2 separate regions of the Sus scrofa genome follow, and region 1 is linked to region 2. Evidence: chromatin contacts called from public promoter capture Hi-C data. All regions are on one chromosome and are shown on one strand. Each heading gives the region's core, a stretch centred on a gene start, on an enhancer-like site or on the middle of the called end of the contact. The rest is flanking DNA. Distances are from core to core; before and after follow the strand shown.

What was found. Promoter capture Hi-C pulls out the DNA fragments that hold promoters and counts their contacts.
Region 1: a contact with region 2 is called in a promoter capture Hi-C map of liver, with 4 times the contacts expected there. The contact joins the promoter of C1H15orf52 here to the promoter of IVD in region 2. A contact is called at or near these places in 2 of 5 promoter capture datasets (fetal skeletal muscle and liver), 10 of 47 Hi-C or Micro-C datasets (alveolar macrophages, blood, heart right ventricle and 3 more) and 2 of 2 datasets of contacts at active chromatin or transcription factors (alveolar macrophages and skeletal muscle).

The regions. Positions count from the first base shown.
Region 1 is chr1:130,973,121-130,976,163 of Sscrofa11.1, reverse strand. It overlaps C1H15orf52, which reads right to left and starts at 1,529. Exons shown (of 12, transcript XM_003353393.4): 1 at 1,460-1,529; 2 at 1,372-1,457; 3 at 467-580; 4 at 75-182. The coding sequence starts at 1,514.
Region 2 is chr1:130,909,076-130,912,097 of Sscrofa11.1, reverse strand. It overlaps IVD (isovaleryl-CoA dehydrogenase), which reads left to right and starts at 1,516. Exons shown (of 12, transcript NM_001167635.1): 1 at 1,516-1,668. The coding sequence starts at 1,516.

The DNA of each region.
Region 1 (3,043 bases), core at 280-2,779, 64 kb before region 2:
AGGGGCAGCTGGGCCTCCCCCTCCTAGCCAGCACCCGACCACCCCCCACCTCCCAGCTCTGGAGTGGGGCTTACTCCAGGAACCTGGCTGATGGTGACAGTGAGGCCGTCAGGACGGAGGAGCTCCGGCGTGGTCACCGCTATGCCCCCCTGCTCCGCCTGCCGACGGTCTTCCTGTATCTCCTGCAGGAGGGCCTGGGGTCAGCACAGGCCATACCCGCCCCAGATGCACAGAGACAGAGACACTGACAGGCCTACACAGAGAAACACCGGTGAGACACCAGGGGCAGAGGCACCCCATCATGGGGTCCCCAAGACCCTCTCAGAGCCTCTGAGATGGAACACACCCACCCTACTCCTGGCCCCAGGCCCAGAGCCTGCAGGGAGAGATCACCATGCAGGGGTCTGTAGGTCAGATCTCGAAGGCCAACTCAGTCAGTCCTCCCGGCCCGTCACAGCCCACTCACCTGGTACCTGCGCAGTAAGGCCTGGTTCTTCTTGCGAAGGGCAACTATCCTCCGGTCCAGCTCTGCATCCTTCTCCTCCTGCCTGCTCATCGGGGACTCAGCCCCATGAGGCCCCTGCTGAGGGCAGGGGGCCCAAGCTCCTGACTCCTGGGCCCAGGCCTTCCTAGGTCCTCAGCTTTCACATACCCACCCAACCATACTCTTACCACCCAAAGAAGAGACCCCAGACCCAGAGCTAGGGTCCCATGGAAGGCCCCAAGCCCCCACCCCGCTAGACCTGCCTGTCCATCTCTCTGCCTCCTCCGGGGTTCAGGTTAGGGCCTCATATCCAGGCCCGCAGCTCCCAGCACTGGCTGCCCCTCCCCCAGGCTCTCCAGGGAGCGCCACTGCTGAGCAGAGCCTGGAATGGGAGTTATAAATGGCTCTGGCAGCGGAACCTGCCGTGACTGGGAAGTTGCCAGGGGATTCAGGAGGTCGGGGGGAGCTGTTTGGCTCCCAGGCCCAGAACCGCAGTGAAGAGAAAGGTCCCTACTCCGTCCTGGGCTCCCAGGCCCTGCACCCCACTCCCCAGGCCTGTGCCCAGCTTGTGGGAAAGAAGCGCTCCCACAGGCCCAACCTCTCTAGGCTGCGAGCTGCTGGCAGTCGGGGCAGGAAGGAGCCGGCTCCATGGGCAGGCCCAGCCCAGGAGGCGCCCTGGGAACAGGGTGCCTCGGCATTGAGATCCCTGGGTCCCTCTCTTCTGGCTGCTGAGATTCCGTTGTGGCCAATGCCCCTGCCCAGCTCCCCCACCCGCCCCGGCACAGCCCTCTTCCTCCCAGGCCCAGCTGTCCCCAGCTGCCCCAGAGTGTGGCCGCCTGATGTCCCAGCCCCAAGAAGCCCCCCGCCAAAGGCAAGGTGCCACTCACAGCCGAGTGCATGGCCACAGAGGGCACCGAGAGAATTCCAGAACAGTCTTGGGGGAGCCAGAGCGGGAGGGAAGCCGGAGCCACAGAGCCGGGCCTCTGCCGGTCTCTCCCTGCCGGCTTTGCAGCTCAGCACACGAGATCATGTTGTGATTACAAAAGACTCCTCTGGGCTCCCAGCCAGGAACTCCGCGGCCACTGCCCCCACCCATCCACTCTCAGAGGGCGAGGACCCAGGGCACCAGCAGCCAGCTGGCCCTGCCCGGCACCTCCCTGCCCCAGCGTCCCCAGACAGACTGGTAGGGGTTTCTTCCTGGCAGGCTAAGCCCCCATAGAGGGCCTGGCTGCCCCAGGCCCTGTGACCCAGTAACACCCCTGCCTGGTCCTGCTTGCAGACAGAGGGGCACCTAGGAGGCCTCTGTCCCTCCCATTAGTAGATAAAGACCTACAGCCCAGCCCACTGCACTCCCTGGTATGAGGGACCACCCCCACCCCCCACCCTCAAAATGAGCCTCACCTCACTCTCCTCATCTGCGCTGATTTAAGTAATTCAAAGGGATCAAGAAGCTCACTTTCCCTAAGCCACCAAGTACTACTGCATACCTAAAATAACACTATTAGTCATGCATTCCTTAGGTGGAACATAGCCTGTATTTTATTTTGATTTTTTTTTCTTTGTAGGGCCTCACCTGCAGCCTATGGAAGTTCCCAAGCCAGGGGTCAAATTGGAGATGCAGGTGCCAGCCTACACCATAGCCACAGCAATAGGGGATCTGAGATACATCTGTGATCTATGCCAGAATTTGCAGCAACGCCGGATCTTTAATCTAATGAGTAAGGCCAGGGATCAAATGCACATCCTCAAGGACACTATGTCAGGTTCTTAACCCATGGAGCCACAACAGGAACTCCTGGCCTGTATGTTAAAGTACAGCTGCTTCCCTTGCTATGGGGAAATTCCTGCAGGGCCTGTGCCACCACAGCTCAGGCTCCTGACTCTGGGCCCTTCCTGGCCATGTTCTCCGGGGATAGTCCTTTCAGCCTCTCGGATCCTGAGAAAGGATGCAGCTTTTCTTGGGAAAATTTCTCCCCACATCTTCCCAGTACACCTGAGGCTGCTGTCTCTGCTCAAGGGAGCAGCTTGTCTGGTGATCCCAACCCTTAGATCCCAACCCTTGGTATCAGGAGCACCTGGTTCAATAGTAATATGTCCTCTGGAGTTCCCACCGTGGTTCAGCGGAAACAAACCCAACTAGTATCCATGAGGATGCAGGTTCGATCCCTGGTCTCACTCAGTGGGTTAAAGATTCGGCATTGCTGTGGCTGTGGTGTAGACCAGCAGCTGTAGCTCTGATTTGACCCCTAGCCTGGGAACTTCCATATGCCCTAAATGGGGCCCTAAAAAAAAGAAAAAAGGGCAGAAAAAAATTAATACAAAATAGTAACATGAAGAGTTCCCATTGTGGTGCAGCGGAAACAAGTCCGACTGGCACCTCTTCCTCCCTCCTCCCTGGTAGTATGGGAAGAGGGAAAGGGGCTGGGCTGCCATGTTTCACCCTATGCCTTCCACTGCGCCAAACGGAAGGCCCCCTGGTGGCGTTCTTCCAATTTACAATGGCCTGTTGGGATCACAGCCTTTGCCCTTTTCCAGAGCATATATAGCGTCATCCCACTT
Region 2 (3,022 bases), core at 267-2,766:
GGTTTCGGTTTGATCTCTGACCTTGTTCAGTGGGTTAAGGATCTGGTATCACCATTAGCCATGGTGTAGGTCACAGACGTGGCTCCGATCCTGCACGTTGCTGTGGCATAGGCCAGCAGCAATTGGACCCCCAGCCTGGGAACCTCCATATGCCTAAAAAGCAAAAAAAAAAAAAAAAAAAAAAAGACAGAAAACTGTAAACCGACTATAATGAGAAAAAAATCATTAAAAAAATGAAACAATAGTACAGTGATAAAGCAGAGTCCCAGTTCCTCCTCAAGGAATATATATATGTAGCTATCTTTGAGGGGTTGTTTGTTTGGAAGTTCTCTGGCTAGGGGTTGAATTGGAGCTGTAGCTGCACCACAGCCACAGCAACGCCAGATCTGAGCCACATCTATGACCTACTCTGCAGCTCATGGCAATGCCGGATCCCTAACCCACCGAGGGAGGCCAGGGATGGAGCCTCATGGATACCAGCCGGGTTCATCACCTGCTGAGCCACAACAGGAACTCCTATCTTTGAGTTCTTTTGCAGGAACTAAGGCCTCTACCCAAGTGGAGGATGGTAACCTCAATCTGAATACCAGATTCCTGGAACATCATCACCCTGTTACCTCACCACCAACTAGTCACAAGAAAGTCTGCACACAGTTAGTGGTAAGGAAGAGTCTGACCCCCTCACAAAAGACTGATTGTGATTATCTCCCCTACTTTATCCCTTTAAAACCTTTCGTGGTCCCTCAGAATCTTCAGAATTGGTTCTTCAACACAAGTCCACCTTCTTACCAGGTTTCTGGTCATCTAAATAAAGCAACTTTTCCTTTCCAACCAACACCTGTCTCCAGCGGGGAGGAGCCCAACCTGAGCTCAGTTTCCTTCTCTTCTTAAAAGTGTGTCCTGACTGCCCTTCTTATGTACAGTAAATAATTTGGAACATAGCAATTCCTTAACAACCACTTTCCCATAAAATTCAAGTCAAAATCAACAAACCTTGTTACATAATAAAGCAAATTTTACTGAGTCATAACCAGAATGCACCCTAGAGCAAGCGCTCTTCTCCCAGATTTGCTTTAACAATGTATAGACCACTCTGGGGCATTGGCGGATTTTTCCATTTGCTGTTCTAGCATTTGCTTTCTCACAGCCTTCTGCAGTTAGGACTGCTATTTTCCACGCAGGGGGGAACACTATAGCCGCCCCTCAAAAAAAAGAAGACACTTTTCCGGCTCATCTACTTAAAAAAGACAAACCAATGATGACGGCCCTCACTTCCCACATCTCCCAGCTAGCACCCTTTCCTTTCAGGGCGTGTTTATGCTGGCGGTCACCGCCGATTGGCTGGTGCCGCTTACAATGATCGAGGGGCCTTCAGCGGGCAACGGAGGGTGATTGGCTTATGGGGACCCACCCCCTCGCCAATTAGTTGGCGTCTGCAAAACCGCGGACTGGTGGAGCGTGTGGGCGTGCCTGGCTCAAGGCTGCTTTACTTCCAGCTCCCCTTACAAGGCAGAGATGGCGGCTTCAGCTTGGCTACTCGGTAGGCGCTTTGCGAGCTGGAGGCCGCGGCCGCAGCTACAGGCGTTCAGTGGCCTGATTACCCAGCAGGCCAGCTCGCTGTTGCCGGTGGATGATGTGATCAATGGTCTCAGTGAGGAGCAGAAGCAGGTAGGGAGCCCGACCGCCTTCCCGGCCCCTTCTCCCTGCTTCGTGGTCGCCTGGGCGCTTTTCTGCGCGGAATTCACTCAGCTGCCGCTTTTGATAAGGGAGCGCCAGCGCTGGGGGGGTAGCGGGCCTTAGCCTTCCCTCTGTGGCGGTAGCAAGGCTGAGCTGTCGGAGTTAGTGGAGAAATTGCGGACAGGAACGCTCCAGGGAGTCTGAGGGGTTTTTTGGTGGAGGGTTGGCAAGGTTATCCGTGTGTGGCAAAAGGGCCTGTAATCTGTCCGAAGTACTCTTACACCTCAACACTGTCTAAGGCTGCAGTCCTCGAGCCTGATTAATCATCACCATAGAATCTTTATGTGAATACCCACCTTGGGGTGGGGGTGAAATACACATTGTAGTCTACTCCTCCTGTCAGAGTACAAAGTGGAACAAAAACTTGAATGATGTCGTTACAAATGGAGCTGAACTGTGGTGTAGGTCGCAGAGGCGGCTCAGATCCCGCTTTGCTGTGGCCATGGTGCAGGCCGGCAGCTACTGGTGCGGCTCTAAAAAGACCAATAAATAAATAAATAAATAAATAAATAAAAATGGAGCTGAACCAGAGCCATTCTTGGGGGAAGGAGACTGGGTTCACTTGGACACTGGTTTGGATTCCTGGAAGAGTGATTCTTCCATGGCTCTAAGCAACTGTCTGAACTTGGCCAGAGGCCAAAGCCTAGTTGCATTTACAGTCAGCAGATAGAGTTTTGAATCACTTCTGGCAGAAAGTGTTCAATCCTAGTTCTCAAGCTTTCCAGCCCAGAAGAATTTATTTTTCGTTCTTTCCTTTTTTTTTTTTTTTTTTTTTGCATTTTAGGGCTGCACCCGAGGCATATGGAAGTTCCCAGGCTAGGGGTCAAATTGGAGAATTGGAGCTGTAGCCACTGGCCTACACCACAGCCACAGCAAAGTAGGATCTGACCTGCGTCTGTGACCAACACCACAGCTCAGAGCAACGCCCAGATTCCCGATCCACTGATCGAGGCCAGGAATTGAATCTGCATCCTCATGGATCCTAGGATCCTAGTTGGATTGTTTCTGCTGTGCCATGATGGGAACTCCCAGCCCAGAAGAGTTTCTAATTTCTCTTGAGTAATAATCCCTTTTAGCCAAAGGCTTTGGTGTGTCTAAAAGTGCCTGAAAGTGCAGAGAACTGAAGGGAGTGTGACTGGAGAGCAGTGAGTTGGGGATGAGAAAGGTACTTGGGGAGGCTGGAAAGGCCTGCAGGGAGTCACCTCACAGGGCCTTCTAGTCCTGAGTAAAGAGTTGGGGTTGTTTTGGTTTCTGGTTTTTCGTTTTTACCATTTTTAAAATTGAA